6 separate regions of the Mus musculus genome follow, and all the other regions are linked to region 4. The links are chromatin contacts, called in public Hi-C, HiChIP or PLAC-seq and promoter capture Hi-C maps. All regions are on one chromosome and are shown on one strand. Each heading gives the region's core, a stretch centred on a gene start, on an enhancer-like site or on the middle of the called end of the contact. The rest is flanking DNA. Distances are from core to core; before and after follow the strand shown. Region 1 holds the start of Pdzd9 (PDZ domain containing 9). Region 2 holds the start of Lcmt1 (leucine carboxyl methyltransferase 1). Region 3 holds the start of Rbbp6 (retinoblastoma binding protein 6, ubiquitin ligase). Region 4 holds the start of Usp31 (ubiquitin specific peptidase 31). Region 5 holds the start of Rexo5 (RNA exonuclease 5). Region 6 holds the start of Tnrc6a (trinucleotide repeat containing 6a).

Region 1 (2,732 bases), core at 76-2,575, 1.0 Mb after region 4:
AGAAAAGGGTGGTCTATCAGAAGAAATGCAGCAGGAGGTTCCCTTTGCACAAAACCCTGCAGGAAGGGGTATAGCCAATGAAAATCCGTCCTGGTTTATTGTTTGGGCAGAGCTAGAGAAACAGAAGACTAAGCTGAGACCTACCCAGGCTCACCCTAAAAGTCTTGGCACAGCACCAGACTTTCAATAGGTGTTTGGTAACCATTTGTTACAGGACAGAGTGCCCCAGGGCAAGGTGGTTAATTTTTTCCTCCATCAGAGTGGTGATCCGCTTCATTATACTATTTTATCTTCTAAAATTTGTCTTCCATAATCTGTACTTTCCTAAAATTCTCTCCTTCATCTATGTTAAAAATACAATTTCCAAGCTGGTCAATGCTGGCACAAGCCTTTAATCCAGCACTTTAGAGACAGAGGCAGGTGGATCTCTATGAGTTTGAGTTTCAGGACAGCCAATGATACATTAAAACAAAACAAAACAAAACAAAACAAAACACAAAACCATGTCTCAAAGAAGAAGAGGGGGAGGAAGAGGAGAGGAAGGAGGAAGAGAGGAAGAAGAGGAGGGCAGAAGGAGAGAAAGAAAAGTTCTAGCCAGGCAGTGGTGTCTTGTGCCTTTAACCCCAGCACTTGGCAGGCAGAGGCAGTAGAGGCCTGGTCTACAGAGTGAGTTCCAGGACAGCCAGGGCTACACAGATTACACACAGTCTTGTGGGGAGTGGGGGATTAAAAAAAAAAAAAAAAAAAAAGGAAATTCAGTTTCCAGGAGGGTAAAGTTTCTGTCCATCTCGTCTACTTTCCTGTCCTCAGCATCCCCGCAAGCCACACCGTGGCTTCCAGTGGATTTTTGTTGTATGAGTGAATTGTGGGGGAGGAGGAATTATTTTTAGGAAATGAAAGGAAGCAATAATCTGTCTCTAATAGTGACTCACTGTTTTCAGGCCATTCTTGGCCCTTTCTCATGTAGAACACACATGAGTAAAGTACACTGGCACGGCAGTTAGAGCTGTTGATGTAACAACGTTTGAATACCACCATTCAGGGGATTCCGGGATCTTCTATAGTCTCCCAGCCTTGTTGCTCACATATGGAGGCCCTCTCCCCTCTATACTCTCACTCTGTCTCCAGTGTTTTCCCACAATGAATGAAGAGGCTTGTGTGAAGCTGGCACTCTGCTCATTCCTGCAGAAAAAAAGTTTTCCATATAATTTTCATACTCTACATTGGAGTAGTTTTCACTCTTGCCACATTTTCCAGGGTCTACTGAAGCCGTGTGGCAACTACGGGGCTGCCCAAAATCTGGGAAGCAGCCTTGCAGCGCCCCCTGGTGGCCATTCGAAGAGATGGACGGATCGAGGATTCCCCGTGGCCTGAGGTCCTCATCTGGGGTCTCGAGGATTCCAAACTGTTGGAAGTTGGGACAGATTCCAGCCTAGGCTTTGGGAGGATCAAGAGAGCCCTGCTCTGAGCAATGGAAAAGGGCTCTCTCAAAAGCAAAAATGGTAAACGGGGAAACAGGACGAGGGTGATGCCTTGGGTTCCAAGCCTTCCTAGATTTGCCTTTCCTGTAAAATGGGCAGTCAGCCACACGTCGGAGTCTCTCACCATTGTTTGTTGGAGATATAACTTTGCATGCAGTGCGATGTTCTTTTTTAGTGGACAGCTCTATGAGTTTCCACAAGTATGTAATACTCTTGACCACTACCACACTCAAACAAGAGAACATGTTCACTCCCCTTAATCGCCCTTTATTCACCCCCATTTCTTGTAGCTTTGTTGTTTTCTAGAAGTTTTTCCATGGACAGTGACTAAACATGGAACCATGTGTAAAGATATTTTTGAGTTAGTTCTTTCACTCTTCTCTCTTTAAACTTTTAAAATGATATTTTGTTGGGTGTATGGGGTTTCGGGGAGACCTTGTGTGAGTCCTCTCTTCCTACCGTGTGAGCCCCGGGGACTGAAGTCAGTTTGTCCAGCTTGACTGCCTTAACCAGATGAGCCGTCTCATCCATCCCACTGCTATTTTGTTTGTTTGTTTGTTTGAAATAAGATTACTTAATAAGTACATTTAACTTGTAAGCTTCAGTTCTCCAACTGAGGTTGTTGGAGTTATCCAACAAAGGTATCTGCTTTGAGAACTGCCGTGAGCCTCTTGAGTCCCTACCACTGGACACGGGAAGCTGAGAAGCCCATCTTAACAGTGATCCTGGAAATGCCCCAGACACACAGACTCGGCCGAGGCCTGGCGAATCTCAGAGCATCACTAGCCCTTGCAGAAGGAGCTGCGTGTGGTACAGAATGCTGTCTTTCCTCCCAGATGCTGTGTGGTTCCACCACTGCCCATTTCTACTGCCAGGCTGTGAGATGCTTGAGGGACTGCAGTCTGCTTTTACTTCTTCTCTCCATTCTGGGCTCCACACAGCAGCCAGGATGGTGATTTTATTCAAAACCATGACAACCTGAGATCATGTCCAGCTTAAATTGCTTCCAAGATTTCCTTAAGGTAGACCTGGATAGCAGCCCATCGCCGGGCCGTGGGCCTCCCCCACCTGCCAATGCTGCTCCAGGCAGCCCCACGAAGGCTGGTTTCCTCTTGCCTTAGACCCTTCTACCCCGCTGGTTGGTACTTTGACTCTGATTCATATTTACTCCTTCAGGGAAAGCTGGTCCCTGTCCCTATGTGAAATTTAGGTCCCTGTTGTGTTCAGAGCTCTCTGGACCTTTCTATTTAG
Region 2 (3,040 bases), core at 63-2,562, 1.7 Mb before region 4:
CATGCCCCCAACACACACACACATACACATTAGGAACTTGCCCAAGTTTATATAGCTTAGGCAGTCTGGCTCCAGGACTGATGCTTTAAATCCCATTGCTTAGTTTCTAAGACCCTACAAAGAGTGCAACACTTCATTCCAAAACTTGTATTCCCCACACTATAACACCTCTCTGGCCCCCAGCCCACGCCTCTCTCCAGGGCATTGTCCTAATTGTTCCAAAGCCCACACTCGTCCCTAGTTCTGAACATTGTCCTACTTCCCTGTCTCAGGCTTTTTCTTGCCAGTTTAAACATCCCTGGATAAATTTCAAACTCTAAAGACATCTCCAAGAGCCCAACACTAAAGTATGAGTTTACTGCTCCTCCCAACGAGGCTGTGAGTCTAGTATGTCAACACCATGTCTGTTTTGCTCCTTTAAGTATTTGCAATCACTGAAAGCAAACCCTACCAATTAGCTCAAAGTAAGGCACAGTGTACTGTCTCAATAGCTTTGTTGCAGGAATGAAGGACATGCAAGCTTTATGTTTTCTTGTGCACTGACAAGACCCACCACCACCACCTACTACAACTCCATAAATACTGTGACCTATGTATAGTGCTGATTCTACAAACACTGCGGGTGCTGGGACCTGCAATCTACCCCTCCCTCATAGACTTGAGCTTCAGCTGCACAATGGGGAATAATGACCAATTTCAACAGGATTGTAACCTACCAAGCAAAGTTCCTTTTCTAACCCAGCAAAGCTGTAGTTATTACTTGCAACACACCCTGTCTTTCCTGAAGGCTAAGATCTTGCAAGCTTTGTTCAGAGCCTTACTCCCAGTCGTGGTACCCCGGGTTCACACACACTCGTTAATTGTGACTTAAATGAACCTCTCCCTGCTCCGTGCACTTCCCAGGTGTGAAGCCAGGGCCGCTCCAGATGAGTGCGACAGCCCCTTCCCAGTGTCCTAGCGTATGCCTTGGTCAGTGGCCCTCTAGCCACCTAGGCTCGGGACACCAGCTCCCATCCCAAACCCAGCGCCCCCAGGCACCTCTTGCAGAGAGAAGCATCTTCGCAGGTGCCGCGCACTCCCTCGTCGTCCAAGTCACAGCTCGACGAGCAGGAAGAGAACGAGGACTCCCTCGAGCTGGAGGCCATGTGCGTGGGATGTTCTGGGGTGCGGCACCCACCAGGGACATGGAAACGGGGAAACGAGCAGTGGGGGAAAGAGGCAAGAAACAGGCACCGACTAAAGCTGCAAAGATAAGGCGCGATAGGCGGGCGCTGCTCAGTGACGCCGCCCCCGCACCGCCCACCCACCTTTCAGCTGACTGGCTCCCGGGACATGACGTTTGTCGGACCAAGTTCCTCGTCCAGTCAGACCATTGGAGGATTCTTTAGGCTCCGCCCGCACAACCCGGAAGTTTCTAGAGAGCCCGGACATGCTGGTGGCGCCGCAATCCTTTTTGGGAAATGTAGTCTTAGTGGCTTCTTGTCGCTCAGTAACTTACAAACACAGTCAATTCAGGGCTGAAGGGCAGAGAGTCCACCCAAAAGAAGCAAGTTTAATGTATTAACTTTCTGTCTCCATTTAGATCATTCAACACTGTAACAAACTTCTAGTCGGGGAGTCAACACTGTGTCAGGTCCTGTGCTAATCAATGCCTTTGAGATGTTAGGAAGTGACTAGGAACATAGCTCAGAGCGCTCGCCTGGGAGTAGGGTTCTCAGAAAGAAAAGGGGGAAAAAGTTGTGAAAGAGAGAGTTGTGAAGAACAAAATGGAAAACTTTGTAACCATGAGAGTAAATTGGGGATGGGGCTACAAAATTTCTTGAACTCTGTTTCAGAATCAACAGATGTAATCAAAATAGTCTGCGGGACTGAGGAACAAGTGAATAGAAATCAAGGTTTAGGTGACATGAATGGGGAAGGTGGGGGAAGAGAAACCAGTGAAAGGACAGAGGGAGGACAGTTTCTCAAATGAGTAAATATGTTTCATAATTGTGCGTGTGCAGTGTACTTTACAGGTATTCCATAATGGATCACTATAAAACTCTAAATAAAATTGAAGGGTTATTTTCTATTTTGTTTGTTGTTTGGGAGAGAGGAAGGGATAAGCTCTAGCTTTAAGAAGTCTAAATCATACCCATAAAAATTCTGTGGCGATAGGGCAGTGATAAACACTTGCCCACCCTTTCCAGGGTTTTTGGATCTGAGCTCAGAAACACACACACACACACACACACACACACACAGAGAGAGAGAGAGAGAGAGAGAGAGAGAGAGAGAGAGAGGAAGAGAGAGAGAGAATGTTTGGGAAGCGAGAGCAATAGGATCCTTTGAGCCTAGTGTTGGAGGTCAGCCTGGATAATATAGCAAGACTATATTTCAAATTAAAAAAAGAAAAACTAGATGAGTTCTCCTATAATGAAGCCTGGCCTTTAACTCACTGTGTAGCCAAAAATGACCTTGAACTTCTAATTCAATGACCTTGAACTTCTGGTGCCTACACGTCTCCAGTGCTGGGATTGTAGGTATGTGTAACCACATGTAATTTGTACACTATTGAGGCTCAAACCCTGAGTTTAGTGCAATCTAGAAAATATTCTACCAACTGAGCTACATACTGACTCAATTCCTTAAAAAAGAAAACAGCAAATCAACCTATATATGTTCATATATTTTGTTTTATTTATTATTCACTGGAGACACAAGTAACCACTGATACTTCAGGGAGAGATGGCGAAAGGAATAACTGGAGTTCTGAAGTGTCGTTGAAGCTAATCTTGAGGGGTTATGATAAATTACCCTGACAAAAGCAACTTAAAGGGCAATATACTTTATTTTGGCTTGCAGTTTATTTTAGTTATTTTTCTATTGTTGTGAAAAGATACCATAACCAAGGCAGCTTATATAAGAAATCATTTAATCAGGGGCTTGCTTACATTTTCAGAGGGCCACTTCATGACTATCATAATGGTGAACAGGGCAGCATGTAAGCAGGCTTGGATAATATAGCCTGAGAGTTGGGGGTGGATGGAGGAGAAGGGAT
Region 3 (2,820 bases), core at 151-2,650, 1.3 Mb before region 4:
AAATGAAGAGCTCAAATTTTATAACCAGTGGCTTACTTACATTCACACATGGTAGCATTCTTTTTAGAAAAACACACACACATATATTTTGGTGGTGTCGGATGAAGAGCCCAGGGCCTTGCACTTTGAAACTTTTCTGAACTGCTTAACAGTTAAGTGTGGTCTAACACCTGCATTCCCCACACTTGGGAAGCTCAAAAGGGGTTGTTGGGGTTGGAGGCCAGTCTGGGCTACAGAATATAACTTTTGAGTAAATATCACTAATTCTGGAATTACACCTCAGAGTGTTCACCTCAGAACATTTTTTTAAATACAAAACCAATTCCAGCACTAACTAAATCCTCAAAAATACCTTTTCTACAAGCAACCCCGTATAAATAAATAAAAGGCCAGTGGACAATTGCTATCAGCTTCAAAACGCTGCTAGATTAGCCAACAAGTTATATCTACTGCTGCTTTAACCAATAGGAAACCTTACACAGGCTTTCCTCTCCTGATGGAAAAACAAGTTAGGGAAAGGCCACAAGGCAAACACCCAACAGACTCAGGTAGCAACCCTTTTCTCTTTTCAACCCAATCCCACTGTTTAAAAAACTTTAATTAAGGAGGAGGTGGGGCCCCATTTTGAAAACCAGCCTGCTAGGTAAGACAGATCCCAGCATTCAGAAGGCCAGTTAAACTCCAAGGTCGGGTGCTGCAATCCTTGGCTATCAATGAAACTCTGTGTATGACAACGGGTAAGAATGGAGTTCAAGCCTGAAACAAGAAACTTAAAATACCAACCTTGACGCCCCCCCCTCCCCCCAATAAATATCTGCGGCCCGTGTGCCTCTTACCTTCTTTCGTCTGTGCGTTGGTGATCTGCAGATCGCTATCGGCAGCTTTCAGCTTTTCTCTCCCCATAATCTGCTTCTTTAAATCGCAGAGGGAGATATGGAGCCCATCAAAAGTGACGGTGTCGTAGTTGAGTTTAGAGGAAAATTTATAGTGCACACAGGACATTGTGGCAAAAGATTCCTAAGGTTCAGCGAGGAGACGTGGACACTCTCAATATATGTATATTTATAAACTTAAGAGCAAAATATGTACACACACAAAACACTCAAAAGACAACGAAGGACCCTAAGGCCTCAGATTAAATACCCCCCCAACCACAAGCGGGGGTCCGTGAGAACAATAATCCGGAACCCCCCGTACTCAGAATCGCTTCATGAGGGAGGAGCAAGACAGGAAAGGGGGCAATCGAGGATCCGCCAACCGGCACAATGTCACCCGGCTGGGTCCCACTCGCTCATGCTAAGGGCCGGCAGGAGACGGGGGCAGGCGGTGCAGTCAGTAGCGGTCAGTCCACACGTTAGAGTCCGAATGACCCCGCGGGGTCAGGGGTCCATAGCGGCCGCACCTCCCGGCTAGTCTCTCTCCGTGGATGGGGGTGACCCAGGCCCCGGGAGAAGGTTGCGGGGAGAGGGCCTAGGCCCGGAGTCCACGAGCGGCCTCTCGCCTCCTCCCGGCTTCCGGACGACCGGCGTCGGCGTCCCCAGGCCCAGGCCCCCACCGCACACACACCCTGGCGCCTGCTCCCCGGAGGCCACGAGCGGCCCGCGGCCTAGGCCGAGATCGCGCGGTCGGCGGAGGAGAGGCCTTCCAGCGGCCGCCCGGTTCGGCTCCGCCTCCCCCCCGCCGCCGCCTGACACAAAGCCGGTGCGGGGCCCAGCTAGGCCGCGAGGCCCTTCCTCACCACCCCGGGCCCCGGAAGGCGGCTTCGTTGGCCCCGGGGACACCACCGAGGCTGCCCGACTCTTCCTCTTGCTGCTCCTCGCGCTGCTCCCGCTCCTGTCGCCTCTGAGCCCACGACCGCGTCGGGAAGCCCGGAAACGGTCGGGCGGCGGCGAGGGCGTCGCTGGATTCCCTCTTTATTATTATTATTTTTTTTTTGTTCTGCCCCCCCAACCCCGGGCGCTCTCCGGCCCGCACCCTGCGCCGACGACACCTCCGCGCCAGGCACTATGGCGGACGCGGCCTGGCTTCGGGCGAGCGCCCCCACTCCGGGGTCTCTTAAGCAGGGACTGCACGGGCGGCGCACGCGAGGCGGGGCTTGGGCGTGCGCCGATAGGCGGGCCGGGGGCGGGGCCGTCTGCGTCACAAAGCGCACCGGCCCGCCCACGTGACCCGGCGCTTTGTGACTTGCGGCGTGGAACCTGAGGCTACGCGGAGAACAGGAGAAACTACGTGGGTCCGCAGAGAGGGGGAGGCGGACCGTCCCACCGGGCGGGTCTGGAAGGGGCGCTTAAGCGGCGGAGGCCCCAAAGTGCGGAGGGGGTGAACCGCGAATTCCACCCACGCACGAGTCTCATCACTGTGATGGCTGCTCACCAACTCCTCTCCTAACAGACTGTATACCCTGAGCTCTTCCAAAGCTGCTGGTGAGAATGGACCATCATCACCACCAGCAGCATCTTAAGAGCTGTGTCCGACTCTTACCTTGTACTAGGCACCGCGTTGACCGCTGATGTTTGCAAATTCTGGAGCCCAGTCTCCTAGGTCGGAAGTAACTCCGTTCTCCCAAAGACGCTGTCAGAGAATAAAGAATTAAATCCATGAGTATATTTCAATATTTAAGACCATGCCTGGCATATCTGTGCCTCAATACAGGGGGCCTAATAAATGTCAAATAAACAACAGCAAAAAAATATCTCCAATTTATAAGATAGAAACCTAAAGCCAACAGCCGTGCATTTTTCGAGTTTTCAAAGAAGGGAATGCTTGCTGGGTTGCAGGGTCCTCATTCCATTTTAAATTACAAAGTCCCTTAGGAGGGTT
Region 4 (2,700 bases), core at 121-2,620:
AGAAATCTAGAGGCCAAAACTATTTGCTTTGAGATGGGTGTAGGGTGGCCTTTCTATCTTTAAAATGTTATGGGCTTTCTTTCCCATTATCTGTTTTTTGCAGTAACCAGGGCTCAGGCTCATCTCTTAGCAAAGAGAACATACAAAGAGAAGGTCAGAAACCAGTGGATTTTGAGTAGTAGGCAGCCTTAATGCACGCTGTTCTCCCATGCAGTTTTTTTTCCTTTAAAAAAAATTGAACCAACATTTAAAAATAGAATTTCCACCTTTTCTCTAAAAATCAGCTGATCTGGCAACACTAAGCCCTCATTCTCACATGGGAACAACTGACTGGAGGTGAGCGAAAGCCATCTCTTTAGAAGAATGTTAATTAGCAGGTTGCCGCTGTCCACAACATTTCTTGTATTCCCAAGATATGTGAAGTATGACCTGATCAGCAGATGACCGACCCCTCACCAGGATTCTTTGTTCATTGCTATGACCTATCTAGCCTCTGCGATAGTAGTGCATCTGTGACCCTTGGTTTAAAGGTTAAGTCTTTGAGCCAAACTTGGGTTTAAATGAGATGTCAAAGGCACTGAACTGAAAACCAAGGAAGGTATTCCATGATTGGCATAGTGTGTGGAATACAGAGGTAATCATGAATGAATACCTACTGAGAGTGTACACTATAGGAAGGCAAGCAGAAACTCAGTTAGTTTCAGTCTTGTCGTATCCTTAGAGTTTAGTACAGTATTTGGCAAACAGCAAGTGTTCAGTTGCTATATTTACTGAATGAATGGATGGATGAATGAATGATTGAATGAATGAATGAGCAAATGCTCAGTTTATTGAGTGATTAAAGGGAGAGCTCAGAGGATTTAAAGGCTGTATTTTACAAAACTTTTCAGCAAGGCAATTCTAATAATATTACTTTGCTGAGACCTCAAGGTACATCCTGAAAGAAAAGCCCACCAGAATGTGCCAGCTCCGTGACCACGTTCGGGTGGGTACGCGGCAGTCCCTCGGGAGCCAGGCTGAGTTAACCCGCCTGGGACAAGACAAAGCTGTATCTATCAGCTCCTCTGCCACCTGGTACGTGGCAGCTTGATTTCAGTACTTTCTCTAGATCTTTTCTATTTGACAAGCAAAGACAGAGACCCACCCCTAAAATCCACCATCCAGCGCCTGCCCTAACGTTTAGGACCGTGCCCATACTAAACATGGCCAGTCTTGAGCTTCAACACGCAGAACCACGCCCTAAGCCGAGGGAGTCCTTGAATCAGGGTTCAGGGAGAGAGCTGTTCCCACAGTCAATATGGCGGCCTCGCAGCTTCAGTGCGGGGCGGGGCTGCGATGCCAGCGAGTCACGTGAGCTGCCCACTTGGGCGGCCGCGCGACGCACGCGCGCCCCTCGGTCGCCGCTCTCTTGCTCGCTCTCTCCGCGGCGCTCTGAGGTGGTGTAGGGCGTGAAGCCCCCCGGGCCGGGTGAGGCGCAGGCGGCGGGATGCGGCGGCGGCCGTGGCGGAGTCGCGGTCCGGGCGGACTGGCGCGGTGATGAGCGTCGGCAACCGCCGCCATGTCCAAGGTAACGGCGCCCGGGCCCGGGCCGCCGGTGGCGGCGGGCGGGAAGGAGAAGCGCTCGTTCAGCAAGCGGCTGTTCCGGAGTGGCCGCGCGGGGGGCGGCGGCGGCGCTGGCGGCCCCGGGCCGGCCGCGCCCTCGTCGCCGTCGTCGGCGCGCTCGGTGGGCAGTTTCATGAGCCGCGTCCTCAAGACGCTGTCCACGCTCTCGCACCTCAGCTCCGAGGGCGCCGCCCCGGACCGCGGCGGCCTCCGCAGCTGCTTCCCGCCCGGGCCGGCCTCCGCGCCCACGCCGCCGCCGTGCCCGCCGCCGCCCGCCTCGCCCGCGCCTCCCGCCTGCGCCTCGGAGCCGGTGCCCGGCGTGGCGGGGCTCCGCAACCACGGCAACACGTGCTTCATGAACGCCACGCTGCAGTGCCTCAGTAACACCGAGCTCTTCGCCGAGTACCTGGCTCTGGGCCAGTACCGGGCGGGCCGACCGGAGCCAGAGCCGGAGTCGGAGCAGCCGGCGGGCCGCGGGCCGCACGGCCAGGGCGAGGTCACCGAGCAGCTGGCGCATCTGGTGCGGGCGCTCTGGACGCTGGAGTACACCCCGCAACACAGCCGCGACTTCAAGGTGAGCCCGGGGCGGGGGGCCTTGGAGCTCGGGCGCTTCTTGGGCTCCTCCTCTTCGGGCCGGGAGGATTTCTGCGCTGGATGCTCAGAGAGTTCTGGAAGATAACCCAGATGACAAAGGAACGCATTCCTCCCACCATTCATCCAGCCAGCTTGGCTTCCGAGCGCCAGAACATGGGCGCCAGGTCCTGTGATCCGCCTTGGGGATGGATGTTGCCAGGACCAAGACCCTGCCTTCATGGAACTTCAATCTTTGGAGCGGGTATTGGTGGGAGAGTATCTATCCATCTGGGTTCGAATCCGGCTTCTGCTTCTTAAGTAGTAAACCACTGAGCCTCTTTATGCTCCCGTTTACCTGGTACTTACGTTTAGCAAGTTGACAGGTTACGTTGGACAGCGAGATTACCCAGTTTGGGCACTTCTAGCGGGTTCAGTGTGATACATAAAGTGCTTTAGCTATGTTAGTACCGTTCATGCTTAGTGCTTTTTTTTTTTTCTTTCTATTCTTAAGTACAATGAACCAGG
Region 5 (2,885 bases), core at 383-2,882, 1.9 Mb after region 4:
GGGGGAGGATATGGGGGACTTTTGGGATAGCATTGGAAATGTAAATGAGGAAAATACCTAATAAAAAATATTAAGAAAGAAAGAAAGAAAGAAAGAAAGAAAGAAAGAAAGAAAGAAAGAAAGGAAGGAAGAAAGAAAGAAGGAAGACTGAGCAAGTCCTGAGGAGCAAAGTGGTAGGCAGTCCTCCTCCCTTCCTGGCCTCTGTATCAGTTACTGCCTCCTGGCTCTTGACCTGAATTCTAGTGAAGAATTGTGAATAGGACTGTGATCTGGCTATGAGAGCTGAGATAAACCCATCCCTAGACAAGATGATTTTGGTTATGAGGTCATGGTGTTTTATCACAGCAATAGAGACCCTAACTTATACAATGGCCTTGAGCTAAGGTTAGGTATTTACTATTAACCACTTTTTTGAGTTTCTGTTCTAGGGACTGAATTCTGGGCACATGCAAGGCAAGTCCTCTATTACTGAGCCACACTGCTGACTCTTAGCCACACAGTTTTGAGAAATTTCTTTGTACTACATCATTTCTTAGAACTTTTAAGTGGGGATCACCATACTCCCATTTTACAACAAAGAAATGAAGAAAGAGGTTTAAAAGCCACAGCGGGAATGCAGCCTCCGAAGATCAAGCTTTTTAATCTCTGGACTACCGTTTCCAACCCAGGGGACTTTACAAACATCCATCTGCTTTCTAACCATCCCCACCCTAATCTATATTTTTCCCTATCAGTCAGTTATATAACCACAACTTTAACATGAGAAAATGGTTCAGGCTAAGTGCATTTTTAAATATGTAATGAAAATTTTATATTTAAAATTCTCTTTTCGATGAAACATTTAAAAATACAAATACTAGGGCAAACATTCTTATTACTGGTATCATTCCTCCATCTAATCATTTCCCCAGGATAAATTCCCCATCAAAATGACCATTCATTTTTACTTCTTCATAAATATTGTATAAAAACAAGAGAATCCTGTTTAGGTGTGCATGGATATTCCTGAAATATTTTGTTATACGGATCTTAATAAATGTTTGTTAAATGAATATTCTGTGTACCAGACACTAAGTCAGTTTTAAACTATGGAGAGAGCCTGGACGAGGTGGTACAACCAAGGGAGCAGAGTTGAGTGAGGTCAGTGGGTGAGCCCTTACCCTTCGGCAGGGACCCTTCGGGTGCTGGCGAAAGTGACTCCCAGCCACAAGTGACTTCGGGCCAGCCTGCTGGGCTCTCTCCTCTGCTCACCTTGGCTTGTGGCTCGCGGTCCTGAATATGCGAAGGAGGTCCATCCCGCTCTGTAGCCGAGGCCGAGGAGTTCGGGGCCTCCTTCCTCTTCCTGGAGTTCGCCTCCTCCTTCTCTTGCTCCATCAGGCTGTAGGGGAAAGATCAGCTGGAGCTGAGGACCCCGCGGCGACCAGGAAACCGTGTCGCGGCCTCTCTCCAGCAAAGCGCTAGACAGGAGTGACGGTTGGTTTGTCTCTTGAAGCGGCTCAAACCAGTTTACCACTCTTGGCCCTCGCAAAAAAGGCCACAGACCTACGCCTCCTTTCCTCAATTTAAGCCGTCGCGAAGTTTAAAGCGCTCCCTGAGGCGCGTCGTGCGCAGAGCGAGGGGCTCCCGGTCCTCAAGCCTCTGTCCACGCCCCCGGGTCCCGAACCGCCCCCTATGCAACGCCCACAAACCGCTGGCGACGGCCGCCGCCGCTCTACAAGCGCCCGCTTCCCTTGCCGCGCCGGCGTTTAAACAGACCGGAAGTGGGGGCGTCCGACTTCCGGCCGTTGAACTCTGCGAAACCCAGGGTCCGGGGATGGCGACCAAGAGACTGGCGCGGTACGTTAGGGGGTTCCCCTTAGGGTGGGCGGTGTTCATCCGCAGTCGTTTGGTCTGGATCTGAAAAGGGCCCTGGTCTTCTCGGGCCCCACGTCGCCATTCGCGACAAGTTGGAGGAGCCCGAGAAACCCCGGGTCCTCCCTACCGTGGCATGCTCTATCAGGTCTGTTCATTCTAGACCCCTGGGACCTGGAACGTGACAGCTCTGCACACTGTTCTCAGGCAGGTGCCACTGCGCCCAAGTGACCTGCCTAGTCCAGTTTTATTGTCAGAATTACCACAGACTCTCTCAGGTTTTTTGGGGGGGGGTGGGGGGGAATATGCTGTGCACAGATTTTTGGATGCGTTGTACACATTTGTTGAGATTGTGGACACAGTATCAAACTTACCAGGCATAGTGGAATGGACCTACAATACCAGCATGGAAAGTTGGAGGCCAGCCTGGTCCTCATGGTGATGTTCAAGCAGGCGATGGCTAAATAGTGAGACTGTCTCAAAACAACAACAAAACCAGATTCAAAACAAAACCCCTATCTGATGTATTAATGAATAGCATAGGATTCAAGCGTGAAAAGTCCTGTCAAAGGTTAACATACTATGGCCATCTTTAGGCAAATCATTTACTTTTCTCTTGCATAAAATACAGGTTGCAGACATGTCTACCACCTAGAATTGTTTAAAAGAAGTCACCATCCTAATTAAATATTTGCTGAAGAAGTGACTAGTAAATGTTAGTTTTTCATTCCAAATCCCTACATTGGCCTCACGTCTTGTCTTTTTCAAATAGCCAAAATAACTATTCCAGGTGTCTGTCTACTTAAAGTTGTATTCGTCATCATTTGGGATCTTCCCTTCTTTGGACTGCAGTGTATTGCTGTTGGGAGGTTTGTTTGTTTTGTTTTTGTTTTTGTTTTTAATCATAGATTACCTTTCAGTAGTACTCTGGTAATCTTTCTCCCCTCCATTTTTAGAGTTTAAGCACAGGCATCATCCCCTTGGTACATAGCAAAGGCTTGAAAAATACATCTTTATAGTCAATTCCTCGGTAC
Region 6 (2,905 bases), core at 400-2,899, 1.4 Mb before region 4:
TAAACGTTTTCCAGAAATGCATTACTTCGGGGTAGGAGACAAAAAAACAAACAAACAAACAAAACCTAACCAAACAAACAAACAAAAAAAAACCCCACTTCTCTTTTGAGGTAGTATTTGATGCTTACCAGTTACCAGTGCAAAAGCACTCAGACCCAGCAGAAGTGATAATCACTTACTGGTAACAATTTTTAATTACTTTCCCAACTGATAAAAAGAGCACACACTGAACACAGACTAAAATGTAGTTTCAAAGGAAAACAAAACGCAGTTTATGCTTCATGAAGTTCAAGGACAAAACTGTTTCCAATGCAACAGAATCCGCCTGACTACAATGTGCAGAGACAGAGAGGAAAAAATGTGAACACATAGTATCTTTTTATAAAGGCAACAATTTAGCTACAAAGTAATAACGGGGAAGCCAAAACAGTTTGACAGCCCGCCATAAGGGCCGCCTCAATCATGAGTCACACAATGCCTGCAACCATTTACAATAGTAATTAATGCACAAGTCCCCTAATTAAATTCTAAAAGGGTGAGAATGCTTTAACTAAGTTTACAAGAACTGCCTTTTGCTTTTCTTTTTAAGAACGAACACACTCGTAATTACGCGTCTCCCTGCAATGCCCCCCCCATGCAATATTCCCTGAGGCCGTTTCTCCCGAATGTCTGTTCCGTGAGTGCGAAAGCAAATGACACGGGGTTGGGGGGTGGGGGTGGAGGTTGGGGGGGGGGGGTCCGTAAACCCAGGAAGAGCGAAGCAGAGTGGAAACACACGATTATAAAGGGGCGGGAGACCGAAGGCTCGCCCATCTTACCTGCTAAGATTTCTCTCTACGTCTTTGGTAGCTTTAGCTTCCAATTCTCTGAAATAGCAAACAAAAACAAACACAAAAAAAAAAAAAAAACGGGGGGAGGGGATGCGCGTGAAAACGGAGCTGCTGCGGCAGAGCGCCCGCGCGGTGGGGGAGGGGCGGGGCTGCGGGCTGCAGCGCTGCGGGCCGCCGAGCCCAGGGCGACCGAGCCCAGAGCCGTAGCCCGCGCCGGACCAAGCTTCCCGGACCGCCCGGGACTCCCGCCCACGCCCGCGTCCCCCCGGGGACTGCCCCGCGCCGCCGCCCATCAGCCCGAGGGGGTCCTGCGGCAGCGCCGGAGGCTGGCTCCTGGCCCCCCGAGCGAGCCTCCCCTCCGGTCCGCTCACCTCATGTGTGTAAAGTGCACTAGCGCGTGAGGCGCGGGGAACGAGGCTCGCGAGCCTCAAGCCCTCCGCAGCGCCGCGGGGACAGGCCCGAGCCGCTGCACCAGCGCCATTTTCTACACCGTCCCGCTGCCGCCGCCGCCGCCGCCGCCACCGCTGCCGCCGCAGGCCCCAGACCGGAAGTGAATGCCCCACTCGCAACCCCTTCCGGGGGCGCCGTGGCCCGGGAGCCCCAAGATGGAGGTCCTAGCAACTAGGCCTGCCGGACGAGGCAGCCACTTGACAACTGTCTGACGCGTCCAGGACTTCGCCGGAGCTGTCGGGGAACTCCGAGGTTCCCCACGAGCGGCTCTGGGGCCTGGCAAGAGCGGAGCGCGGCCTTTTTCGCCGAGGCTGGCTCGGGCTTGCCTCGGACCATCCCCTCCTCCTTCTTTACTGCGACACAAGTTTCCTTCCCCTCGGCCCGGCCCCTCCCTTACAGAAACACGCCTTTAAAAAAAAAAAAAAAAAAAAAATCCAGCAAACCGCAAATTCCACCCCTGCCGCTGCCAGACTAGCCCGCGCCGTTTTTTAAATTCACCCACATCTAATTACTTTTGACCTTCAGCCACATTTATTTAACCTCTCGATTTGTGCCTCTTCCCAGGTGAAGAATGCATCCCAGAAGTTTCATTTTTTTTATTTTTGTGCCTCAAATTTTTACACACCCTTGACTCAGCAATTCCACTTGCACGAATTTCTCTGCTCAAGAAATAACCATTTGGGTATCACTTTTAAGTACTTCACAATCAAGATATTAACTCAAATGCACAGGAAAGGTTGAATAACTGTAGCCAGCTACGACATCTAATGCTATGAGGTGGCATTAAACGCAGCTACTTGCAATACCTGGGGTCTTGGTTACAATAAAAGAATGGAAACGCAGATGCCATACTAGTTCTCAGAAAGACATGTGAACACCCAAAAATTCTTACATGTGAACACTGTAAGATACATGTCTGTAGGTAAAGTATGTAAGTCTACATGTAGATAAAATAAGATACAGTAATATAATACATGAAGATACAATTATTACAATTATTTTCTTAAATTACAATATAGACACATACCTGATTGTAAATACAATAAGATACATACCCAAAGGGGGATGCTGCAATATAATGCATTAAGATATTATAATGCACATAGGTACATACATATTCGGTGCATATAATGCTAGTAATCTGCACATTTCTCCTCTACTTAAAATCTACTCCCTTTTACTTTCTCAGAAAACTCGCTCTGCAGACAACCTTCTTTTGCCCTTTTCTATTCTAAGTCCTTTAACTGGTTTAAACCTGCTCCAGTCTCTCCCATGAAACAAGCTCTGTGATTGTCTGCTTCTGCTCTAGGAGAAATGTGTGTTGTAGTTAGCTAATGAGTGGATGAATGCCCAGAAAGGAACTAGCCAGCATGTTAACGTCTGTTTTGCATTTTTCTTCTTTTGGTGTTCTTAATTTTATGAACACCCTATAAACATTTTTTGGAAAAAAATTACAAATTGCAAAATGAAGAATAACAAATAAATGCTAGTAATTTTTACATTTTAATTTATTTGAGATGGGGGTCTTACTCTATATCCTTGGCTAGCCTATGTAGGCCAGACTGGACTCAAACTCAGAAATCTGCCTATCTCTCTCTCCTGAGTTCTAGTGATCTATAACACAC

What was found. Hi-C and Micro-C count contacts between places; a contact is called where the count stands out from the background. HiChIP or PLAC-seq counts read pairs in DNA pulled down with a chosen protein or histone mark. Capture Hi-C pulls out chosen DNA fragments and counts their contacts.
Region 1: a contact with region 4 is called in an H3K27ac HiChIP or PLAC-seq map of microglia, with 7 times the contacts expected there. The contact joins the promoter of Pdzd9 here to the promoter of Usp31 in region 4. A contact is called at or near these places in 4 of 39 promoter capture datasets (hippocampal neurons, neutrophils, pre-B cells and 1 more), 2 of 115 datasets of contacts at active chromatin or transcription factors (astrocytes and microglia) and 2 of 9 other capture datasets (adipose tissue and liver).
Region 2: a promoter capture Hi-C map of adipose tissue shows a contact between it and region 4, with 2.8 times the contacts expected there. The contact joins the promoter of Lcmt1 here to the promoter of Usp31 in region 4. A contact is called at or near these places in 1 of 39 promoter capture datasets (pre-B cells), 3 of 484 Hi-C or Micro-C datasets (B cells, CD4 T cells and LSK cells) and 1 of 9 other capture datasets (adipose tissue).
Region 3: an H3K27ac HiChIP or PLAC-seq map of extraembryonic endoderm stem cells shows a contact between it and region 4, with 8 times the contacts expected there. The contact joins the promoter of Rbbp6 here to the promoter of Usp31 in region 4. A contact is called at or near these places in 3 of 39 promoter capture datasets (embryonic stem cells, liver and pre-B cells), 2 of 484 Hi-C or Micro-C datasets (B cells and adipose-derived mesenchymal stem cells), 3 of 115 datasets of contacts at active chromatin or transcription factors (embryonic stem cells, extraembryonic endoderm stem cells and large pre-B cells) and 1 of 9 other capture datasets (liver).
Region 5: a contact with region 4 is called in a promoter capture Hi-C map of liver, with 2.3 times the contacts expected there. The contact joins the promoter of Rexo5 here to the promoter of Usp31 in region 4. A contact is called at or near these places in 5 of 39 promoter capture datasets (the 3T3-L1 cell line, liver, neutrophils and 1 more), 1 of 484 Hi-C or Micro-C datasets (CD4 T cells), 1 of 115 datasets of contacts at active chromatin or transcription factors (astrocytes) and 1 of 9 other capture datasets (liver).
Region 6: a contact with region 4 is called in a Hi-C map of CD4 T cells, with 6 times the contacts expected there. The contact joins the promoter of Tnrc6a here to the promoter of Usp31 in region 4. A contact is called at or near these places in 1 of 484 Hi-C or Micro-C datasets (CD4 T cells) and 1 of 9 other capture datasets (adipose tissue).

The regions. Positions count from the first base shown.
Region 1 is chr7:120,668,936-120,671,667 of GRCm38.p6, reverse strand. Pdzd9 (PDZ domain containing 9) reads left to right here and starts at 1,325. Exons shown (of 4, transcript NM_001040136.2): 1 at 1,325-1,502. The coding sequence starts at 1,472.
Region 2 is chr7:123,376,254-123,379,293 of GRCm38.p6, reverse strand. It overlaps Lcmt1 (leucine carboxyl methyltransferase 1), which reads right to left and starts at 1,312. Exons shown (of 11, transcript NM_025304.3): 1 at 1,039-1,312. The coding sequence starts at 1,145.
Region 3 is chr7:122,969,144-122,971,963 of GRCm38.p6, reverse strand. It overlaps Rbbp6 (retinoblastoma binding protein 6, ubiquitin ligase), which reads right to left and starts at 1,400. Exons shown (of 18, transcript NM_011247.2): 1 at 837-1,400. The coding sequence starts at 1,002. It overlaps 4930413G21Rik (RIKEN cDNA 4930413G21 gene), which reads left to right and starts at 1,505. Exons shown (of 1, transcript NR_045614.1): 1 at 1,505-2,820.
Region 4 is chr7:121,706,112-121,708,811 of GRCm38.p6, reverse strand. Usp31 (ubiquitin specific peptidase 31) reads left to right here and starts at 1,370. Exons shown (of 16, transcript NM_001033173.2): 1 at 1,370-2,176. The coding sequence starts at 1,559.
Region 5 is chr7:119,792,869-119,795,753 of GRCm38.p6, reverse strand. Rexo5 (RNA exonuclease 5) reads right to left here and starts at 1,632. Exons shown (of 20, transcript NM_001370778.1): 1 at 1,543-1,632; 2 at 1,252-1,378. The coding sequence starts at 1,374. Eri2 (exoribonuclease 2) reads left to right here and starts at 1,696. Exons shown (of 9, transcript NM_027698.5): 1 at 1,696-1,836. The coding sequence starts at 1,814.
Region 6 is chr7:123,122,629-123,125,533 of GRCm38.p6, reverse strand. It overlaps Tnrc6a (trinucleotide repeat containing 6a), which reads right to left and starts at 1,649. Exons shown (of 24, transcript NM_144925.3): 1 at 1,202-1,649; 2 at 819-866. The coding sequence starts at 1,206.